Regions from separate parts of the Astyanax mexicanus genome. Here region 1 is linked to region 2. A link is a contact called in public Hi-C data. All regions are on one chromosome and are shown on one strand. Each heading gives the region's core, a stretch centred on a gene start, on an enhancer-like site or on the middle of the called end of the contact. The rest is flanking DNA. Distances are from core to core; before and after follow the strand shown.

Region 1 (4,730 bases), core at 1,634-4,133, 95 kb before region 2:
AAGGAGGAAGAAAAGTACAAAGGGTGCAAAAGACAGCAGAATAAAAGAGGGAGAGAATCCAGAGGTCAGTTCAGAAGCAGAAGCTGGTATTACTGTGGCAAGCGTAGCAAACCTACATTAGCACTAACCCGAGATACCCGAGCCATCACAGAAACTTCAAAACTGTACAGTGACTTATGAAATATGAAAAAATTCAGTATATTTTTTCCTCCCAGACTGACACATAGAAAACAGTGGCTCTAAACATATCTAACAATATTCTGTTTGAGGATGTTGCCAAAGATGTTAATTTGTCCCCCAATTTGATCTGAGGCTCTTAATTTGGTCTTTGGGTTTGTATAAATAATACAATGGAATAATAAGATGTGCTGCTGATTAATACTGAACTAAAACCATGTTATTTTTTTTAACAGTATATTGCCATATTAAAAGTTACTGGAATTTTTTTTTTTACAGAAGTCAGTGATCCAACATATCATAACATTAAGAATGCAATTGGTTGGAATACAATAAATTGTATTATGTAGATATAATAAATAATCAGATTTATATTGTCATGTAAAATGATAAAAACTTAATTTTTAAAGATTTTGTAAGAAATGTATATCGAAATTGCACAAAACATTGCATATTTTGCAATGTGAATATCGTACGTGTACATTGCGATATCGGTGCTAAAACTTTACAGCTCTGGAAAAAATAAGATTTTAAAATAAGTTTCTTTGATTTTACCAAATTGAAAACCTCTGGAATATAATCAAGAGGAAGATGGATGATCACAAGCCATCAAACCAAGCTGAACTGCTTAATTTTTGCACCAGGGGTAAAGGCATAAAGTTATCCAAAAGCAGTGTGTAAGACTGGTGGAGGAGAACATGCATGAAAACTGTAATTAAAAAACAGGGTTACTCCACCAAATATTGATTTCGGAACTCTTAAAACTTGATGAAAATGCATTATTTGAGGTCTGAAAGCTCTGCATCTTCATCTACATTTCAGCCATTTCTCATTTTCTGCAAAATACAGTAAATGCTCTAAATAACGATATTCTTACTTGGAATTTGGGAGAAATGTTGTTCATAGTTTATAGAATAAAACAACAATATTTAATGTTACTCAAACATGTACCTATAAATAGCAAAATCAGAGAAACTGATTCAGAAACTGAAGTGGTCTCTTATTTTTTTTCAGAGCTGTATATATCAGTTTTTCCTGCTATATGTTTTTTTTCTTCTTACTTATTGTGTTTCGTCTCCTTTTCATTTATTATTTCTCTCTTATTTATAATTTTACAGCAGTATATGGCACCATGAGTTAATACGTTTCTGTCTGAAGCACACAGTGAAAATAATCAATCACAGCTGCTACTGTAGATTACCAGTGACTTCCACAGGCCTGTTCTGGGAATCCCACAAGAGAGCTGTGATGATTTAGCCTGCAGAAACCCAGCGAAGATATTTATTTTTGTAGACAGATCAAAGAACATTTGCTGTTCCCTGCAGACTAGACTTCATTTGGACTAAACTGAAGGCTCCACTCAGTGGCCAACGGGGTCCAATTCATAATACAGAGCCCCAGAACTTAATATGATGGCTTTAATAGCAAAGATAAATCACCTATAAGGTATCTTATTTTCCAGTAGGTTTGTAAATTTTAGTTAGTTAATAGCTCAATAGTAGTTTACTATACACTGTACAAGTTTTAGGCACCTGTGTTTAGTAAAACATCTCCAATGTTCTTCTCATGGGAGTCTAGTAGTATTTATAAATATCATCCAACACCTTATTGAAAACATTATTTAATATACATATTTAAAAAAAATGCACTGGTGCCTAAAACCTCTGCAGCCCATATAACCTACATTTCTTACTGATGGGGCCATTACATGCTTTCTACTCAAAGGTCACAAGAAAAACAAAGGAAGCTCTTACTTCTGGAATATGAAAATTCCCAGCACTAAAGCGAAGGAGATGAGATCAGTGGCCACCCAAATCAGGCAGTACTCATCTGGGCTCTGAAAGAGTAAAATCAGTGTTTTAACACAACAGACACTAGATGGTGCTGTAACACAAACAGTTAAACAATCATCACATGCAGATGATCTCATCATCAGCGCTGCTGGTAAAGTGTGGAGGATTATTACTGGAAAGATGATTTAACAAAAATTTTATTTGTAAAATATGTGCAGAAATTTTGAAGAGCTCACTATTTTTAACTTTTTTAACAGAAATTAGCGATCATCACTATGAATTAGAACATCACTATGTGACATTAGCAATGTATAGGGTGTATATATATATATATATATATATATATATATATATATATATATATATATATGTTATAAAATACTATTATTCTATTTTGTAGCAGTCAAAATCAAAGATTTTCACCTTAAGACTTTTTGCCAATTTAATTTTTGACTGTTTTTTTTTTTTTTTTATGTGAACCTGGCAGTTGTTCTTTACACGGTTTTAAAATTTCATAATGAATCCAAAACTACTTGAAATAAAATATTTTAATATTACTTTTCATTAAAGATAATATTTCTCCTCCTATGTTCCTACTATTAGCAGTGTAATTACACATCAATTATTTTCCAAATGTTAAATATTTCAAGCTGTTTAGGGAACTTTATTAATTAATATTATTATACCATTTATAAAAAATGCGGTACAATATTTTTTTTGTGCCAGTGATGATCTGTAAATCTTTTAAAAAGCTCAACACTAAAAGGGCAGGCACAAAATAGCGCATAAAATTCACCAAGTTTATACTTTAAAGAGAATGTAGAAAATAATTGAGGTTCCTCTAAAAATAAGGTAATTGTGGCAGATGTCCGGTTGCTCTGAGCTGCCCAGAGGCCAGTGCTGGTCTGCCGAGCGTGGCAGTGTGAAGAAGCAAGCTGTAGAGACTCGCTGACTCTCTCACCATTAGCCAGAGGGGGGACAGCACTTTCTTGAGGAGCTGCGGAGCCTCAGAGGAGACCGACTGCACCCCACTGCACCACAACAGAGAGTACAGCCACGGCTCGTTCACAGTGTACAGAGTCATGCTGACGTTCCCCGCTGCATACGTCCTGTAAAACACACACACATATATATTCACACCTCTAATTACACACATAGAAACCTGAGACAGGGACATACCTGCAACGTTATGTTTTATACAGGCCAAAAGGTGAAAAATATTTTACACTTTTACTCAGTGATAAAACTCCTGCATCCGGACTGCAATAAAAAAACAGGAGGACCAGTGAGTTTTTTGGCTTTCTCGGTCATGTGAAATCGTGTTCAGTAGCTCCTCCATTTCCACTCGCTGTTATGTTTACATGGATCTCGAAAGAATTACGGTGCGCAGCAGTGGAGAAATAGCTATTTTATTAAACGCAAAGTGACGAAACTCAGAGATGTCTGTTCGGACGGGACTAAAATTACTAGAGGACCATGGAATTCAGTGAAAAACAGTAGTTAATTCAGTCTGTAATTTTCTCAGAGGACTCTCAGAGTCTCTGCTACACAGATCGTCTTCATACTAGGCTTCATACGTCTTCTAAGTTCTTGCTGCAGTGTGGGGCGTGACATGATGTGCAGGTGTGATGAGTTGCATATAAACTAATAGGCTGTCAGATTGGTATATGTTTATACTTCTCATCCAACCACAATCAGATTCGCTCGATCTGGATAAAGAGATTTGTTTAAATAGATTTTAAATTAAAAAAGCCAGAATGAAAACAAGCTGAAATAAAATGGGAGGCCATTTTTAGGCCATTTTTAAAATGTAAGGAGTAAAAAGTTCAGATAATTGGGTGAAAATGTAAAGAATAGAAATAAAAAGTAATCTGAAAAATAATTACTCTACAGTAAAGAGTAGATAACCAACATTTTTACTAAAAGGTCTCATTCCACCTTTTTTTTCATTCATTTTAAAATGCGGTTTCTAGAATGAATGAACACCTGTTTTTTGTGAGAAAAAAAAAAAGTGCTCAGGTGATTAGGTACAATGCTGCTTTACTCCAGTGGAGGAGTGGCGGGTAGACATGATATTCCTATATGCAAAAACATCGCCTCTGATTGGCTAACAGTAGGAGGCACGGACCAGACAGACAACAGTTAGAAACATTTTAAAATAAAGACATTTTTGCACTAATAACAGCCTTTGCAATGTCAAATGTTACTTTACAACATGTGTAAAGCCCTGTTTAGTGCAGTTCAGTCACTGGTCTAGTCTTAGAGCCTCTGTAAAATGCCAAATCCACCGGAGAGCCTATGTAAACCTATAGTTACACACAGAGGTGGGTAGTCCACGTCCAGAAAATGACATTTAACTAGTGTAAACAGAACTGTTCTTAAATTACATACCTACCTATCTCAATTGTACTTCGCTGGTGGTGTTTCATAGACAAATTCTAACCATTTGTTTCTTAGCTCTGTATTACTGGGCAAAGCATATAACACTGATGTGGTATTTGCACAAATAACACAGGAACAAACTTTTGTCATGTTGTTCCTAGCGCTGCTAGCTCCTGTCTGACTAGACATGCCTGGCTCTGCCAGTGGACGGTCGTCAGCCAAGGTGGGTGAGGCCACGAATACTAATTTACGGGTTGACGTAAACACAGTGCTTTTTTCTGATCGACTCGTTTTTCTGAATATTTTCTTTTACTAGCTACTGCAGACAACGGAGATTGAGAAGAGTTTCATGTGCAGCATCATAGAGAGACTCAGAGA
Region 2 (4,580 bases), core at 1,140-3,639:
AGCTTCAGTTTAGTTCTCCAGCACAGGGGCTGGAGTAGTATTAACATTAGCCGCTACCTGCGCTAAGTGCTAGCTCTTTTGCTGTTCAGAGGTGAGTATTATCTGCCTGTAGTCTGTTTGTTTACCATGTTAAAACAAGCTATGCATGACAAACCGCTACCTAAAACCTGTTTACCGGAACACTCAGCTTTTCTCAGTGTAGCACTGTCAGGCGGCATTAGCCACCAACCGGGCGGCATTAGCCACCAAACATTGTCCCTTTTCCTTAACATTGTTGCATAGTGCACCTTATAAACCAGTGCCCTTTATGTATGAAAACTGATTATCTAACTTGGTTGATATCAAGTTGATCATATAAACCAGTTTAACCATCAGACTCAAGCTAAATATACACCAGCCTTTCTAGCTTGAGCTGGCCGTGCTGCTTTTTTTTTTAGCAGGACTAATACTAGAATACCTGGTAACCAGGTGTACTGTTTTTTGGTTATACAGTGGTATGAAAAAGTTTGGACACCACTAATCATTTTCATGATTTTCCTTTATACTGTAAATCATTGGCTGTTCGCATCAGCAATTTCAGATAAATATATCATAAAGCAAACACAGTAATATTGGAAAAATGAGATTAAGTTTATAGGATTTATATTATTTCTATTATATATTATTTAAGTGTGCAATAATTCTTAAAACAAAATTAGGCAGGTGCATACATTTGAACAGTAATATTTAGTAGATCCTCATTTTAAAGAATAACAGTCTCTAAATGCTTTCTATATAGTCTGGCTTCTGGTTGAAGATATTTTGGATCATTCTTCTTTACAAAACAGTCCAGTCAGGTTTGATGGTTTCTGATCTAGGAACTGAGATGGCCATTGAATGCTTTAGCACATTTTAAGCAGTGTTTAGGGTCGGTGTTGAAGCCTTGTTGACGTATTAAGCCCCTCTCTCCTGATATTGACTAGAATCCATGTGACTCTCAACTGTAACAACATTCACAGTACCTGCACTGGCCCCACAGTCCCACAGCATGATGGAACCACCACCAAATACTACTGTGGGTAGCAAGCGATTGTCTTAAACTGTTTTTTTCCGGCATGCATATCACCCTTTAAATGACTCAATTTTAGTTTCATCAGTACACAACACCTTATTCCAAAATTAAGCTGGCTTCTTTGAATGTGCTTTAGCATACCTCAAGCGACTCTGTTTGTGGCGTGGTTTTCAGCAGGACTAATACTAGTGTATCTTCAGAAATATCACAATATTGTATTTTAATCAGTATTGCTCAGCACTAGTACCAGGCAGCCAACTACCAAACACCACCACCACCACCAAGAGCAAGCCAGTATGCTGGTAAGCTCATACTTGGTTACACTGGTTATCTAATTTGGATTATATTAGGTTGACCATGTTTGACCATGTAGACCAGCTTAACCATGCCCATACTGTTTTTTTTTTTTTTTGTAGCAGGACTGATGTTTGTTTCAGCAATATCACAATAACGTATTTTAATCAGGTTTGCCCACCACTAGAACCAGCCAACTACCAAACACCACCACCAAGAGCAAAATATATTTCAGTAGAGCCTCCACAGTAGTGATAGAACACTACCAGTTTGTCTTATTACCCAAACTAACTAACAAACAAACCATTTAGTTACTTTAGAGATGCAACATAATAAACCAAATTCAGCTTTAGGAACGTTTGACAAACATCATAAACAAGCACATATCCCATGTTTTCATTCTTACAGCTTTCACAGTTTGAACTCCAGTGTGTTTTCAGGCTTGTGGAAAGTTAATATCAGGTGTGTGAACCTTTCTTACCTTATTCTAACTGGTTTTCTTCAGCTCTCAGTCCAGGAGAACAGTCTCAGCCCAGCCTGTCCTGCTCAATGAACTACTCTTCTCTTCTCTTCTCTTCTCTTCTCTTCTTTCCACGCCTAAACCTGCAGGACCCACAGCTGCTCAGCCCAGGAGAAGGTGGAGAACCGCGTCCCGCTCTGTATCAGTGTCTGAGCTGCTGCTTTCTGTTGTTTTAAAGCTGTTTCTACAGTATAAAACCCCTCCGGCGGGCTGTGTGTAAAACTACCCCGCCTGTTTGTTGTGCCGCTGGCCGGGTTCACCTTGCTCTCCGCGCTTTGTGCTGTCAGCAGTGTTGTGCTGGAGGAGCTCCACAGCCGGCAGGCAGCGTCTCACTGGAGTAACCTAGGATAGTAGAGCAGGAGTGGGCGGATCTGCGGGCTGAGCTGCGCTGTGCTGCTCTCTGCTGTTCATTCACCTCATTCACTCACTCTCTCTCTCTCACTCTCTCAGTCACTCAGAATCAGAGATAAAGAGAGGAGGAGGAGCTGAACAGCCTGAAATCAACCAGCACTGAGATACAGTGCTATACTGTAAAACTGTATTACAATCATATTAAGATACTCTTATCTCATTGTGTAGATATTCTAAGTCATTTCTTTATATACTCTGTAATTATTTTACATTACATTAGTTTTATATACAAATTATCGCTGTCAAAGTTAAAGCGTTAACACATGCTGTTAATTTGGAATCAGTAACGCAAGTTAATTAAGGCACCAAGTTTGACCCCTACTTCCGCCGTAATCTGCCCCGCCCCCGCCCAACGCACTGATCTGTCCTCCGGCTGAACAGCTGAACGGAGCGCTGTGAAGTTCCAGCTCAGAGCCGGTCAGAGATTTCTATTCCTCTTTCTCTCTATTTCTCTCTGTATATTTCTCTCTCTCTATGGCTGCGTCCAGAAACTTTTGCTACTCCTCCTCTCCTACTCCTCCTTTCCTACTCCTCCTCTCCTACCCCGGAAGAAGGTGGAGGAATCGAGGAGAGGAGGAGGAATGGAGGGAAGGAGCTGTAATTGGGGAAATGGGACAGCTGATCCCTTTTAGATAGGATGTTGACTACCGTTGAACTGAGCCAATCACAACGCTCACTTTCAGCACGTTTCAGAACATTACTATCACACACAGCTAAAAATTCAGATATTCCAATAAAATCCTGTTTACTCCCAGCCGCATTTTAGGCCGCATCTCTGACCAGTGACTCTGGCAGCCCTGTCTGACCTCAGCCTTATGAGGGATTCAGTTTCCTCATCAGTCCCTAAGTTAAAATAAATAAGTAAATAAATGAATTAATTAAAATTATATATATTATAAATAATGTTTTTATATGTATAACATGATACACATAGGATCATAAATATAGTTTTATTGAGCATACAGTTTATCTAAATTATAAATTATATTACTGCTTTACTGGCTGTTTAATTAGATAAGGAACCTAGTTAATTAATATGTTTATGACGTACATTTGGGCGTTGCCTTCCCCATTTTCGCGTGCTCTGTGGGCATGGATGCAGTGATGTCATTGGAAAATCCTTAAAAGTCTTCCGGAGTAGGATACACTGATGTAACCTCCGTTGGAAGCCTACTACAGGTGGATTTTAAGCGGCTTCTTTCGTCTCCTACGGTATTCGGACAGGCGGCAAGATGGCCTCACGAAATCAGTTTCCGGGTCACGGAGGAGAGGAGGAGGATCGGTAGGAAAAAGGAGACACTTTTGGGGTTTCTGGACGCAGCATATTTCTCTCTCTCGCTCACTCGCACAGACACACACGCGCGCGCGCTGTCACAACCAAGCTGAGACATTTACAATCCAATTTATCATGCATGCTTTATTCCAGCACTCTACTCTGATTTTATATCCGATTCAACATACAAGTGTATACTATTATTTTAAGTGACACCATAAATATACAGTAATTGCATTTTACATTTCTTACATTCATTCTTTTATTTATATTTAAATATCCACTATAAAAATGTGCGTCTCAAGAAAAAAACAAATGCGGTAAATCTCAGTTAATCACATAATTTTGTTGTGATTAATCGGATTACATTTTTTAATCGATTGACACCACTAATACAAATTCATTGTTTTGAGAAACTAGAACATTATTTTGAAAAGCTACATATGTATGATTGTACATTACAAAGCAATAAACTTCATGTTTTTTGGCCTATGGAATCTATCACGTTCTTTACGAAAATATGTTGTACGAAACGATACGATGTACGGTTTACGTACAATTGTCGTACACATTTTTTTTAATCTCGCACACCAGCAGCTCTGCGCACAGAACCATTTTTGTCCCCTGCTCTCCAGTACTGTGTGTGTATGGAGGAGCTGCTGGATAAAGCAGCTACTGGTCAAAAGTTTGGGTACCCCGGCCCCCCAGCCAGCACTCCAGTACAGTGAGTGTATGGAGGAGCTGCTGGATAAAGCAACTACTGGTCAAAAGATTGGACGCCCCGCACAGCCAGAGCAACCTAGAGTCCATAGCCACGCCATTAGTTTGCATGTTGCACACACACTTTATAACCCAATTTATGCATATACGCTACTATCATCAACATGGCAAGCACCACAGACACCATTGCACCACTTTAGCATCCCCCTAGCAACACATTAGCAACCACTTAGTAACAGATTAGCAATACCATAGCAACCATCTAGAAACCTCTTAGCAACTACCTGGCTAATGCTTAGCAACACCTTAGC

The links. A called contact is a pair of places that touch in the nucleus more often than the background predicts.
Region 1: a Hi-C map of muscle shows a contact between it and region 2, with 19 times the contacts expected there. The contact joins the enhancer-like site here to the promoter of gdpd5b in region 2. A contact is called at or near these places in 2 of 3 Hi-C or Micro-C datasets (both in muscle).

Annotation. Positions count from the first base shown.
Region 1 is chr18:29,720,949-29,725,678 of AstMex3_surface, reverse strand. gdpd5b (glycerophosphodiester phosphodiesterase domain containing 5b) reads right to left here. Exons shown (of 18, transcript XM_015604160.3): 13 at 2,932-3,079; 14 at 1,932-2,014. Among protein-coding and RNA genes, the nearest start is that of hspa13, 31 kb to the left of the region's middle. Within about 2 kb of position 2,883, the one cell type or tissue checked has an H3K27ac peak away from gene starts, as active enhancers do.
Region 2 is chr18:29,625,525-29,630,104 of AstMex3_surface, reverse strand. gdpd5b (glycerophosphodiester phosphodiesterase domain containing 5b) reads right to left here and starts at 2,389. Exons shown (of 18, transcript XM_015604160.3): 1 at 1,827-2,389.